Linked DNA regions of Mus musculus: region 2 is linked to region 1. The links are chromatin contacts, called in public promoter capture Hi-C maps. All regions are on one chromosome and are shown on one strand. The core of a region is the stretch at or near the end of the contact, and the rest is flanking DNA. Distances in the headings are between cores, read along the strand shown.

Region 1 (5,610 bases), core at 1,752-4,251:
TCCCCTCGAAGGTTCACTGGTTGCTATCTTGAGCCAATCATGCAGTGAATGGTGGGGAAGCAGAGCCAAAACAGCACATTGCTCCCACTGCTCCCACTGCCTCCACTGCCCCCACTGCCTCCACTGCCCCCACTGCCTCCACTGCCACCACTGCCTCCACTGCCACCACTGCCTCCACTGCCACCACTGCCTCCACTGCCACCACTGCCACTTCATTCCTTCACAGATATCAGAACCCAGCTTCTTCGGTATTTCGGTATGGATGGGAGACTAGTGGTTTCTCTAGGAACCCTTCAATGCCAGATTGTGACTCCTGAGGCACCAGACTCCAGGACCGAGTCACCAATGGATTCTCAGCCTGTGGTGAGCATGAAGAGAGCCACAATTGTAGCGCTCAGACTGTATGATGTAAGTCAGTCTATTAAATTCCTTTTTATCCTTAAATTTTTTAAAAAAGATTTATTTATTATTATATCTAAGTACACTGTAGTTGTCTTCAGATGCACCAGAAGAGGGCGTCAGATCTCATTACGGATGGTAGTGAGCCACCATGTGGTTGCTGGGATTTGAACTCAGGACCTTTGGAAGAGCAGTCGGTGCTCTTAACCATTGAGCCATCTCTCCAGCCCCCTATCCTTTAAATTTTTAAAGATTTATGTGAACACATACTGTTTGCCCGTATGTGTACGTGTGTGCATGTGCATGCCTGGTGCCTGCAGAGGTGAGGAAAGGGTTTCCGATCCCAGAACTGTAGTTCAGCCATGTGGGTGCTGGGAACCACACCCAGGTCCTCTGAAAGAGCAACCAGTGCTCCCATCCTGCAAACTGTCTTTCTGTCGTCTAAAGCCCCTGTGGTTTGTGTTCATTCTGTTGGTTTTGTTCCCCTGCAGAGTGTGGACTAATACACATGGTGACTTTTCAAAAGCAGCTTTGATGCCTAGAGATGGAGCTCAGTTGATAGAGTCCTTGTTTAGCGTGCAAGAGACCCTGCGTTCGCTCCTCATCACAGGTAAAAACTGGGCAAGGTAACCCCAGCACTTGGGAGGAGGGAATAAGAGAATCAGAAATTCAGTCATCCTTGGCTATGTAGCAAGTTTGGGATTAGCCTGAGCTACAGGAGATCTGACTCAAAAAAGAAAAAAAAAAGTTCACTGGGGCCTTTCATCCCAGCACTGGGGTTGAGGAAGAGGCAGATAACAGATCGCTCTGTGTTACAGGCTAGTCTGGTCTACAAGGCGAGTTCCAGGGCTGTCAGGACTGCTGCACAGAGAACCCTGTCTAGAAACAAACAAGAATTGCAATTGCTTCAAAAACAATTTGGAGGAAGAAGTAGCAAGAGACGAGGTGGCAGATAACAAGGCAGTGGCATCTGGGGACAGATGGCTTCAGAATTCAGAGGGAGCAGAAAGAGATAGCCTTGACTTAGACTGGGAGACATTAAAAAGCAGATGCTTGTAAGTGGTAAACAGTAGGAAAGCAAGCAGAGGGGGCTTAGAACAGGGACAGTGGGGAACATGAGGACACGAGAACATGGGGTACATACCAGAGCCCCAAGTGAGGAGCAGCCTGAGGATGGGAGACTTGGCACTGAGTGGTAGAGAAGGGCCCTTTAGAGTCTGTGCAGTTTGAGGCCAGTCTTTGCGCCATCATTTCTAGACATGCCCTTCACTTCAAACTGACAACCACTGAGAGAGCTATAGGCTCTATTTAGTCATAAAGAAGGGTTCATCCACATTTTGGACAGTCAGAATTTTGGGCATGCAAAGGCATTAGTACTGTATGATCCCTGGGGATGTGAAGGTGGGTTTCTTAGGTCCCCTTGTTCTTGGGAGCAGTAACAATATAAGACCCATGTTTCTAGTCACCTCCCAGAATCCCCAGGTTGCAGTTACCCACGGTGGTAACTGATGGTACCTCCTTTATTGGCTGCTTTCCTTGGTCTTCTTGCTACTTCTCTGCGGGTGCTTCCTGGCTTCACCTCCTACACTAACCACACACACTTGTGTCACTGCCTCAAGATCTGCGTTGGGAAAATTAAGCTAAACACTGTACACAAAAGGGTCGGAATCAATGAGCAGACACAGACAAGTGCAGGAGCTGTTCACACAAGCTTTCCAACTGGAAGCTTCGGCTGATCAGAATGCTCACAAGATAGGCTGAGCCAAAGTGTGAATCAGAGGTAGGTGGATGCAGCTGGTCTTTGCTACTTTGTGGGTTTTTTTCCCACCCTTCATCCCCCAGTTTCAACCCCTATCACTAGATAGGAGAGAAAGAAGGATAGAGGGGAGAGATAAATAGAGGTCCTTGAATCTAATTTCTTTTGACAACTAACAAACTGCAACTAGTCCCCTCCCCACTGATGGCCAACAACCACCCATCCACCCCCCAGGGCTCTCAAACTTATATCCTCTGAGAAGTACCCAGAATTCCAAACATAACACAATCACAGAAACTATGTGCAGCTGGCAAAACCCTGCTTTTGCTAGAACACAGGCAAATCGTAGTCAGCTGCTGGGAAGCAGCCCCGTATCTCCACACCTGGCATTAAAACAAAAACATATTCCTATACGATTTCTCTGATGTTAAAAGAAATCAAAATTTCAGAATTCTCACTCCAGGGGAGTCTTTGTCACACCAGTTTGCTATCACATGACCACGGAGTTGGCTAGAGATGAGCTCTGTACCCTGAAGATGAACAGTCACCCAACCTCTGAGTAGTAGCCCCAGAGTAGCATTAGGCAGAGAGACTCCTGGCATCTGGCTGATTGTGCACATCCACTGCTCGGATCGAAGCAAAAATAACCTACTTTTCTATAAAGAAGGTCTAGATAGGCCCCAAGGCTAGTACAGTCTGCCCCTCCACCCTACAAGCTGCTAGTCTCCATATACACTAAGGGATCTTTTCTGTGTCCTGCTTTGTGTCATGGTTAGGACAGCTCGGCTGGGCTCCCCAACCAGAGGCCCAGGCTACAGCCCTAGTGGCCTCTAGGGGGCGCCGCTGGGAAGCTTGTGGTTTGGCACCTCCAAGCTCAGTTGTGATGGGCGGACTCCGACCCCTAAAGGCCCCAGGTTCCACTGGCTAGCCCCTGGCTGATTGTACCCAGAGTGGATCCGACTCACAACGACACCCGCCTCCGATCCCACCATACCGGTGTTGTGTTGCTCGCCGCTGCCTCATTTCTATCATCGCCCCAGGTAGAGCCCTAAATCCTGGCCGGCCGGATGTCCATATGCCTGTCTGTTCATTTTGGGTGACCGTGGGTCGGTGCGCCCTACTCCTGCCGTGGCATGTGCAGAGTTAAGGCGGGAGGAGGTTTCCCCGAATCTGGGGAGGGGGGAGCGAGGGGCGGACCCGGTCCAGCCCCGCCCCACGCCGGAGCGGTGCGGGAGCCCCACCAGAGCCCAGCTTCAGCCCTAGCCGGAGCCAGCGGAGGCGGAGGCGGAACAGCGGACCCCGTGCCCTGGCGACATTTGAGATCCAGCAGGTGAGTCCCGCGGGAACCTCGCGCAGGGGAAGTTTGGGGCATGAAGGATAGAACCTTAATTAAACCCACTAGCCAGACCCGCCCCCCACTCTCCTTTGAGTTGGAAGTTTGGGGCCAGGAGGCCGTCCCTGTTAAATCCCGGGACTGAGAGTGGAGACCCCCAGCATACACATAGAGACATAGACACAGAGAGATACACACACAGCAAAAGGGGAGGCTAAGGAATGTGCTCTTGGGTGGGGGGTGTCAGGAATCCAGCCGTTTATTCCTACAGGAAAAGCCCTGGACTCAGGGACCTTCTAATCCTGTGCTCAAGAGATTCTCTACACCAGCCTTTTAAAACCTCCTCAGCAGGGAATCTGCTGGCATCGCCACACCCATAAAGGATGGACTTCAAAGGGAGTGTGGAATCCTGGAGTCTAGCCCCTTTGGGTCTCGCATATGAGACTGGCCTTTTGCTGATATAAATGGTTATACCTTGTAGAAGATCCTTCTTGTAAGGACTACAGGATGAGGGACCCTGATGGCTGGACCCAGGTTGTTGAAGGCACACTAGATGCCAGTGTGTAGAGGATGCAGAACTCTCTTGGAGCACTGAGATAAGACTTGTTGGGACAGGAAGCACGCTAGGATGGAGATTTGGGCTCTATCTTCCCTTCCACTCTAAATTGATCAAGTTACTATTTGCTAGTTCTTAAGGTTGGGGAGGGAAGAATCCCTCATGTTCCCACAAGAACCGAGAACGCCTTCTGGGTACCTGGAATCTATTCTTCCCACTATAGAAGGACCTTCACCAGTAGAGTGTTAGTCAAAGGTGTGGGTCTTTCTGCACGAGTGGTTTTGGGCCTGGCCTGCCTTCAGCTACATGTTGTTCATCTGTTTCTTGACAGTGGCCCTGACCCTTTGTTTTCTGCCTCCCCTCCAGGTCAAGGCAAGATCCCTTGGACTGGGCAGACACACCCATCCAGCCCTGACAGAATCAAGATGAGGCCTTATCATGTCCCCCCAGTGAGGCCCACAGCCTGAGCAGATACTATGGCCTACCACGGGCAGTGAGCGAGTACCATGGCTGCAGGAGGTGGTCGGGCCTTTGCTTGGCAGGTGTTCCCCCCAATGCCGACTTGCCGGGTATATGGTACAGTGGCACACCAGGACGGACACCTGCTGGTGTTGGGGGGCTGTGGCCGGGCTGGGTTACCTCTGGATACTGCTGAGACTCTGGACATGGGCTCACACACATGGCTAGCACTAGCACCCCTGCCCACTGCCCGGGCTGGTGCCGCTGCTGTGGTTCTGGGTAAGCAGGTGCTAGTGGTAGGCGGCGTGGACGAAGTCCAAAGCCCAGTAGCTGCTGTGGAGGCCTTCTTGGCTGACGAAGGCCGCTGGGAGCGCCGGGCTACCCTCCCTCAAGCGGCCATGGGTGTTGCGACTGTGGAGAGAGGTGAGTGGCTTAGAACATCCCTCAGTTGCCCCAAGCTTCCTTTTTTTTTCTCTTGCCGGAGAGTCCATTATCACAGAGGCTGGATAAGTGCCGCCTTGGACATGGCTTTGCCTCCTTTCTCTTACCTAGGCTTGCCGCAGTTTACTGTTAATTGCCTTTTCTGGGCTGTGAGGTGGGGGGTCAGAGCCCAGAAGGTCCCCCAGAAAAATGGGAGACCCCAGCCACTACCCTGTCCTGTTCTTTGTAACTAAGAGGCAGTGGGGGGTGTGGCCTAATGACTCTCTCATAGTTATAAATAGTATGGAGGGGGAGGGGAGCAAGGCCTTGGCTCTGAGCCCAGCAAGTGCTTAAGTGCTTAGTGCCCCCCCCCCCACTACCCCTAGCACACACCAGGGATCCTGATGTGGACAAAGGCCAAGCCGACCTGGAGATGGTTGCCATGGAAGCCCCCAGCTGCCAGGCAATATCACCCAACGGCCTGTGGATGTGCCCCTAGCTGACTCTGAGCACCTAACAGCTCTATCGAAGCAGCACGGTGTAGAGGTGCTGACAGGGTGCCAGAGGCTGAAAGCTGTGGCCAGCGCCTCTATCCCACAGGTCCAGCTCATCTCCCAGCCCCAAGCCTTCACCAAGTTGATGCCCTAAGTTCCCTTCCCAGACTGAGCTTCATGCTGAACAAATCCT
Region 2 (5,610 bases), core at 960-3,459, 220 kb after region 1:
CATACCATCAAATTATGAATTCTTCTGTAGGTTAATTCTGGCCAGATCACTTCACCATGACCATCAGCTGGCAACCAGACCTCTGACACATGAGCCTTTGGGCGATGTTTTAGATTCAAGCCATAGCAGCGAACTTGCTTGGTGTAGAGGAGCCTATACTAAACACTAAACATCGAACTCTAGTCTATATTTGGCTCCTAATAAGCTGCACAGCATCTTCTACTGGGAAAGCTAGCAATTTGAGATCTTCAGGACCTGACCTGGGAACCTCTGCCTCTGCAGTTCCTAGAAGCTGTGCGTTTGGGTGCTTCTTTAGGCTAGCCTGATCCTGAAGCCAGATATGGCAGGTATCCCTGTTCTCCCTATTTGACATTGGCCTGCCATACCAGCCATAGTGACATAGCTTTGCAAACAGGGCTCCCAAAGAGTCCACAAGATTCCAGGTCCTCTGGAAGAGCAGCCATTGCTTTTAACCACTCAGCCATCTCTTCAGGCCCTTGAAGAACATTTTTGAAGGTTTATTAGTAGTATCAGCGTGTGTGAGACAGATGTATGGGTACACTTATGGAGGGCAGAGAGCAGCTTTGTAAATCTGTTCTCTCAGCCTATCTGTGTGTGGGTTCTGGGAAGCACACTCAGGTTACAGTCGTGCACAACAGCACTTTGCCAGATGTCAGACCCTGAAAGAAAAAAGTTTTTTTTGGAGACAGAATCTGACTGTATGTATAGCTCTAGCTGGTCTGGAACTCAGAGCTCTGCCTACCTTTGCCTCCTAAGTATTACTAGGATTAAAGACATGGGCCACTAAGTCCAGCCTCTTGAAGAAATTTAAAAAATAAATAAGTAAATATAAGTGTAACTTTTTGTTTGTTTGTTTTTTGTTTTCCGAGACAGGGTTTCTCTGTGTAGCCCTGGCTGTCCTGGCACTCACTTTGTAGACCAGGCTGGCCTCGAACCCAGAAATCCTCCTGCCTCTGCCTCCCGAGTGCTGGGATTAAAGGCGTGCACCACTATGCTAGGCTAATATAAGTGTAACTTGAATGGATGGTATATGTCTATAATCCCAACACTAGGAAGATTAATACAAGAGGATCAGGAGTTCAAGGCCAGTTTGGAATGCTCTCTGAAACCCTGTCTCAAATGCTAAAACCATAAACAAATTTAATATAGCCTACACTGTGTTTGTGAAGCCAACAATAATGCATAGTAAGGACTCTGGGCTTTGTGTACGCTCACCACTCACCCTCTTACCCAGGCTCAGCCAGGCTTTCCAGTCTGGGAAACAGCTCTGCTAACGCTGAGAGCCCATATGGCTGGACTAATTTTTTTTTGGGGGGGGCAATCTTTTATCTTTTATGCTGTATTTCTCTTATGACTTTTCTATGTTTAGATATATTTGAATACAGAAATGTTAGTATATACAATGGTCAATATTATTCATTACACTCAGTTTCTGTAAGTTTGTGGTCAAGAGAAATAAGCCATACTATAAAACCTCAATGTAAATGTATCACCTAGGTTTGCATTATATGACATTCATATAACTGTCTGACACATGCTCAGAGTATACCCTCATCATGAAACAACGGATAGTCATGCTTTTCCAGGTAGGTGCTTCCCAGAACTAAAGCTGCCTTCTACCTTTCCAAACTCCATCTGTACTTATGCTAACTCCCACCAACTCAATACAAAGGGACAGAGTAGCACTACCATTTGAAGGCAGGGTCAGGAGTCAAGGAGACCTGCCCTGAGAAGAAAGGAGAGTGAAGAGGCCAGTGCAAGGTCATGACCATATTTAATCTGCTGCTCCCTCCCCCCAGGAGGCAGGGAACTCATGGGATATCTGCAAGGGTGAAGGGCTTCATTACATTCCTCAATGACTGACTGACCATGCAGGAAGGCAGTGACCACTTGGTTATGTTTTCAAGTTAAAAGCTAAGCTTCCTGGTTTGTTTTTTTTTCCCATTGTAATAGGAAAGACTAAAAACCTCTAAATGTAATCTGGCTTTAAAGAATTGAATTTAGAAAACTCTCATGGCTGCTGGTCTTTCTGACCTAATTGGCCAATGATGTAGAACACTCCCAAATCACTGCCCTGCTCCTTTTCCTCCACATACAAAAACATACTCTCACAGACCATTTACTGCAGCCAGTGACCCTGCCAACAGCCTGTGATACAGGGCTGAGACCTCAGAAGGTCAGGGCCTCAGGATCAAAGAGGATGTCACAGCTCTGTGACTGAGAGCCATGTACACGTACTTGCTCTAAGCTGCCATGGTAACAAGTGTTTTAAAGGGATACTTCAACCTTCTGTGTTTAAAGTCCTGACAACTTGCTTAAGCTACCTTCTTTCCTGAACACATTCGTAAAGCTTGACCATCAGGAACATATTTTTCATGCCAGAAGTACACACCTTGTTTATAAATCAACAAGACAAAACTGGTGCCTACTGTCTTTGCCCAGGGAATTTCCTGCTAGAAGAATTCCTCCCCTCCCACAGATAGTTTTGTTTAACTTGCTCTTTTACTTGATCTTAAATCTTAACCATGGCTGCAGCTTCTGAGAAATCACTAACTTTCCTATGTTAGGTTCATACTTCTAAAAGAACAAAATGCCCAAAAGAGAGAAGAGATCCACTTAGGGTTTCTGACACCCTTATACAGATATACATACAGGCAAAATACCAGTGAGCATAAAATAAAAATAAATTAGATTTAATTTTTTTCCTTCAATAATCTTACCTTACTGAAACTTTATAAATTTTTCAGGTTTTTTTTTTTTGACACAGATTAGAACACAAATCAATTGCACATTGAATGGCTCAACATAATTTCTTTAAGAATTGACTCTAGGGGCTGGAGAGAAAGCTCAGTGGTTAAGAGGTCCTGAGTTGAGTTCCCAGCAACCACATGGTGGCTCACAACCAACCATAAAGGAATCTGATGCCCTCTTCTGGTGTGTCTAAAGACATCAACATTGTACTCAAATACATAAAATAAATAAATTTTTATTTTTTTTGGTTTTTCGAGACAGGGTTTCTCTGTGTAGCCCTGGCTGTCTTGGAACTCACTCTGTAGACCAGGCTGACCTCGAACTCAGAAATCCGCCTGCCTCTGCCTCCCGAGTGCTGGGATTAAAGGCGTGCGCTACCACTGCCCGGCAATAAATCTTAAAAAAAAAAAAAATAGAATCTAAGGCCTCACATGCTAAGCAGGTGAACATCCACCCCAGTTCCAAGTTTTATTTATTTATTTATTTATTTATTTATTTATTTATTTATTTATTTATTTTCGAGACAGGGTTTCTCTGTGTAGCCCTGGCTATCCTGGAACTCACTCTGTAGACCAGGCTGGCCTCGAACTCAGAAATCCGCCTGCCTCTGCCTCCCAAGTGCTGGGATTAAAGGCGTGCGCCACCACTGCCTGGCTTCCAAGTATTATTTTTAATACAGAGTCTTACACAGTTGCCCAGGCTAGATAGGACAGATTTCTGTAGTCTAGGCTGAGCTTGAACACACTTGTAACCAGACTCCTCCCCTCCCCCCTTCTTCTTCTTCCTTCTTCTTCTTCTTCTTCTTCTTTTTTTCTTGGCTTTTATTTTGAACATGGTATACCATATAGCTCTGGGTGGCTGGGAACTCTCGATGTAGACTAGGCTAACCCAAACTTACAGAGATCTCTTCTAGAACTCTTCTGTTTCTGCTTTCTGAGTGCTGGAATTCAAGGAATGCAAAAAAAAAGAAAAAAAGGAAGAAAAGAAAAGCTTTTTTGTTGTAAAACCAGACAGGAGTGATGATTTATGCTTGTATTCCCAGTGCTTGGGAGATAGATACAGGAGGATCAAGAGTTCAAAGCCATTCTTTGCTTCATAGCAAGTTTGAGGCTCCATAAGTTACAAGAAATGCTGCCCTAAAACCAAATAGACAAAATATAGAAATCCCCCTTTCAAACCCACTTCCCTAGAAACAAACAACATAGACACCTGCTACCCTCTAGCCTGGGCCTACCCCCAGTTTTACCCAAGAGGTCTTCAGAGTCAGCTTTGAGTTCCCCCTGAAGGCTCTTCCAGCTGCTCTCTCTCCCCTTCCAAGTAGGGAAGTAGACCTTTAACTTGTGCATGCTGAGCAAATGCTGTACCTCAAAGCTACATCCCATTCCACCCCAATTCACACTTTCTTATTCATAAGTAGGAGTAAGTTCTTAATACTGAAAAGTATAGTAACTATATAAGCCAGCAAGCTGCTCCTTTTTAAATGTACTGTACTATATATAATTCTATATGCCCTACTGTTATTTGACTAGCAGCCTAGTAGGTTTTACCCAGTGGCCACAGTGTGAGTGCTACCTTGTATTGTGGTTAGGCATCAGGAACTTTTTAGCTTTATTGTAATTTTATATGGCCACTATCATAAATGTGCTCTAGAACATTGGTATGAGCCTTGTGACTATCTAGTTAAGTGGATTACTGTTTGTGTTTTGTGATTTGGTAATGCATATAAAGTCTTAATTGAATAGAATATGAAATTTAGAAAGACTGCTCAGTAATTGAAGCCTCACACCTATCCTTCAGGGTAAGCAGTGTGCAGATGTGTGCTGAAGTGTTAATTGTGTGGTCTTAAGATAATTGTAGTTTGCTTTCATTGGATTCCTGGATGCCGTGTGAGTTGAAGGTACATTCCCACTTGCATCCTACCGAGTCTGACCATCCACCCCTGGCCCCAGCCCCCACTTCCACTACACCTCCTGTACTACCTGCTTTAACCAAATGGATGATTAGATTTAGCCCTTGTCTCTGGGCTCTTTTGAACCCTTTTCCATCCTTAGTGACCAGTTTAGGCATTGATAGTTAAAGACTGGACCTTGTTATGGAAATGAGCTCCTAAGGCATCCTTGTGGAATTTTTTTTTTTAATGTCTAAATTGCATGATTCTGAGGAATGCTTTGATTTTTCTGGAGACAAGGCCTTGCTATGTATCCTTAGCTGACCTTGAACTTGCTGTGATCCTGTCGCCTGTATCTCTGCCTTCCTCCTGCTGGATGCTCGGTTTGAATAATGTTTCCTGGTTAGTTTTGCAGTGCTGTGGACTAAGCCCAGGGCCTTGCACATACTAAGCAAGCACTCTTCCAGTGAGCTGTGCCTCTAGCTCAGCTCTTGCATAAACGTCCCTGTGTGGTGTGTGTGTGTGTGCGCAGGAGTATGTGTATGCAGGGGCAGGCAGAGCAGAGGCCAAGTCCTCCACGGTGTTGAACTTACAGGGTTTATACTGCCTGGGAGCCAGAACTAGGTTCTCTATGAGAACAGCACACTCTGAACCTCTGAGCCATCCCTTCATTCCCAACTTCAAAGTCCATAACTTACTTAAAAAAAAAGATTAATTTATTTGTGTATATGAGTGATCTATTTGCATGTATGCCTGTATGACAGAAGAGGGTATTTTACAGAAGTGGGCATCAGATTCCACTATAGATGGTAGTGAGTCACCATCTATAATGTGCTGGGAATTGAACTCAGGACCTATGTAAGAATGGCCAGTGTGCTCTTAACCTCTGAGCCCTCTCTCCAGCTCCATCATGTTATTTAAAAATGTGGCATGTGTAAGTGCTTCATGTT

The links. Promoter capture Hi-C pulls out the DNA fragments that hold promoters and counts their contacts.
Region 2: a promoter capture Hi-C map of liver shows a contact between it and region 1. The contact joins the enhancer-like site here to the promoter of Klhdc8b in region 1. A contact is called at or near these places in 3 of 39 promoter capture datasets (embryonic stem cells and liver), 3 of 115 datasets of contacts at active chromatin or transcription factors (bone marrow-derived macrophages, embryonic stem cells and microglia) and 3 of 9 other capture datasets (adipose tissue, liver and pancreatic islet).

The regions. Positions count from the first base shown.
Region 1 is chr9:108,450,192-108,455,801 of GRCm38.p6, reverse strand. Klhdc8b (kelch domain containing 8B) reads left to right here and starts at 3,001. Exons shown (of 6, transcript NM_001359428.1): 1 at 3,001-3,485; 2 at 4,411-4,926. The coding sequence starts at 4,551. It also overlaps a transcript of Ccdc71 not described here.
Region 2 is chr9:108,224,675-108,230,284 of GRCm38.p6, reverse strand. The region is part of intron 2 of Dag1 (dystroglycan 1); the gene reads left to right. Among named protein-coding and RNA genes, the nearest start is that of Dag1, 36 kb to the left of the region's middle. Within about 2 kb of position 2,209, at least 14 of the 459 cell types and tissues checked have an H3K27ac peak or open chromatin away from gene starts, as enhancers often do. A contact at or near this core is called in liver and pancreatic islet, where this site is marked.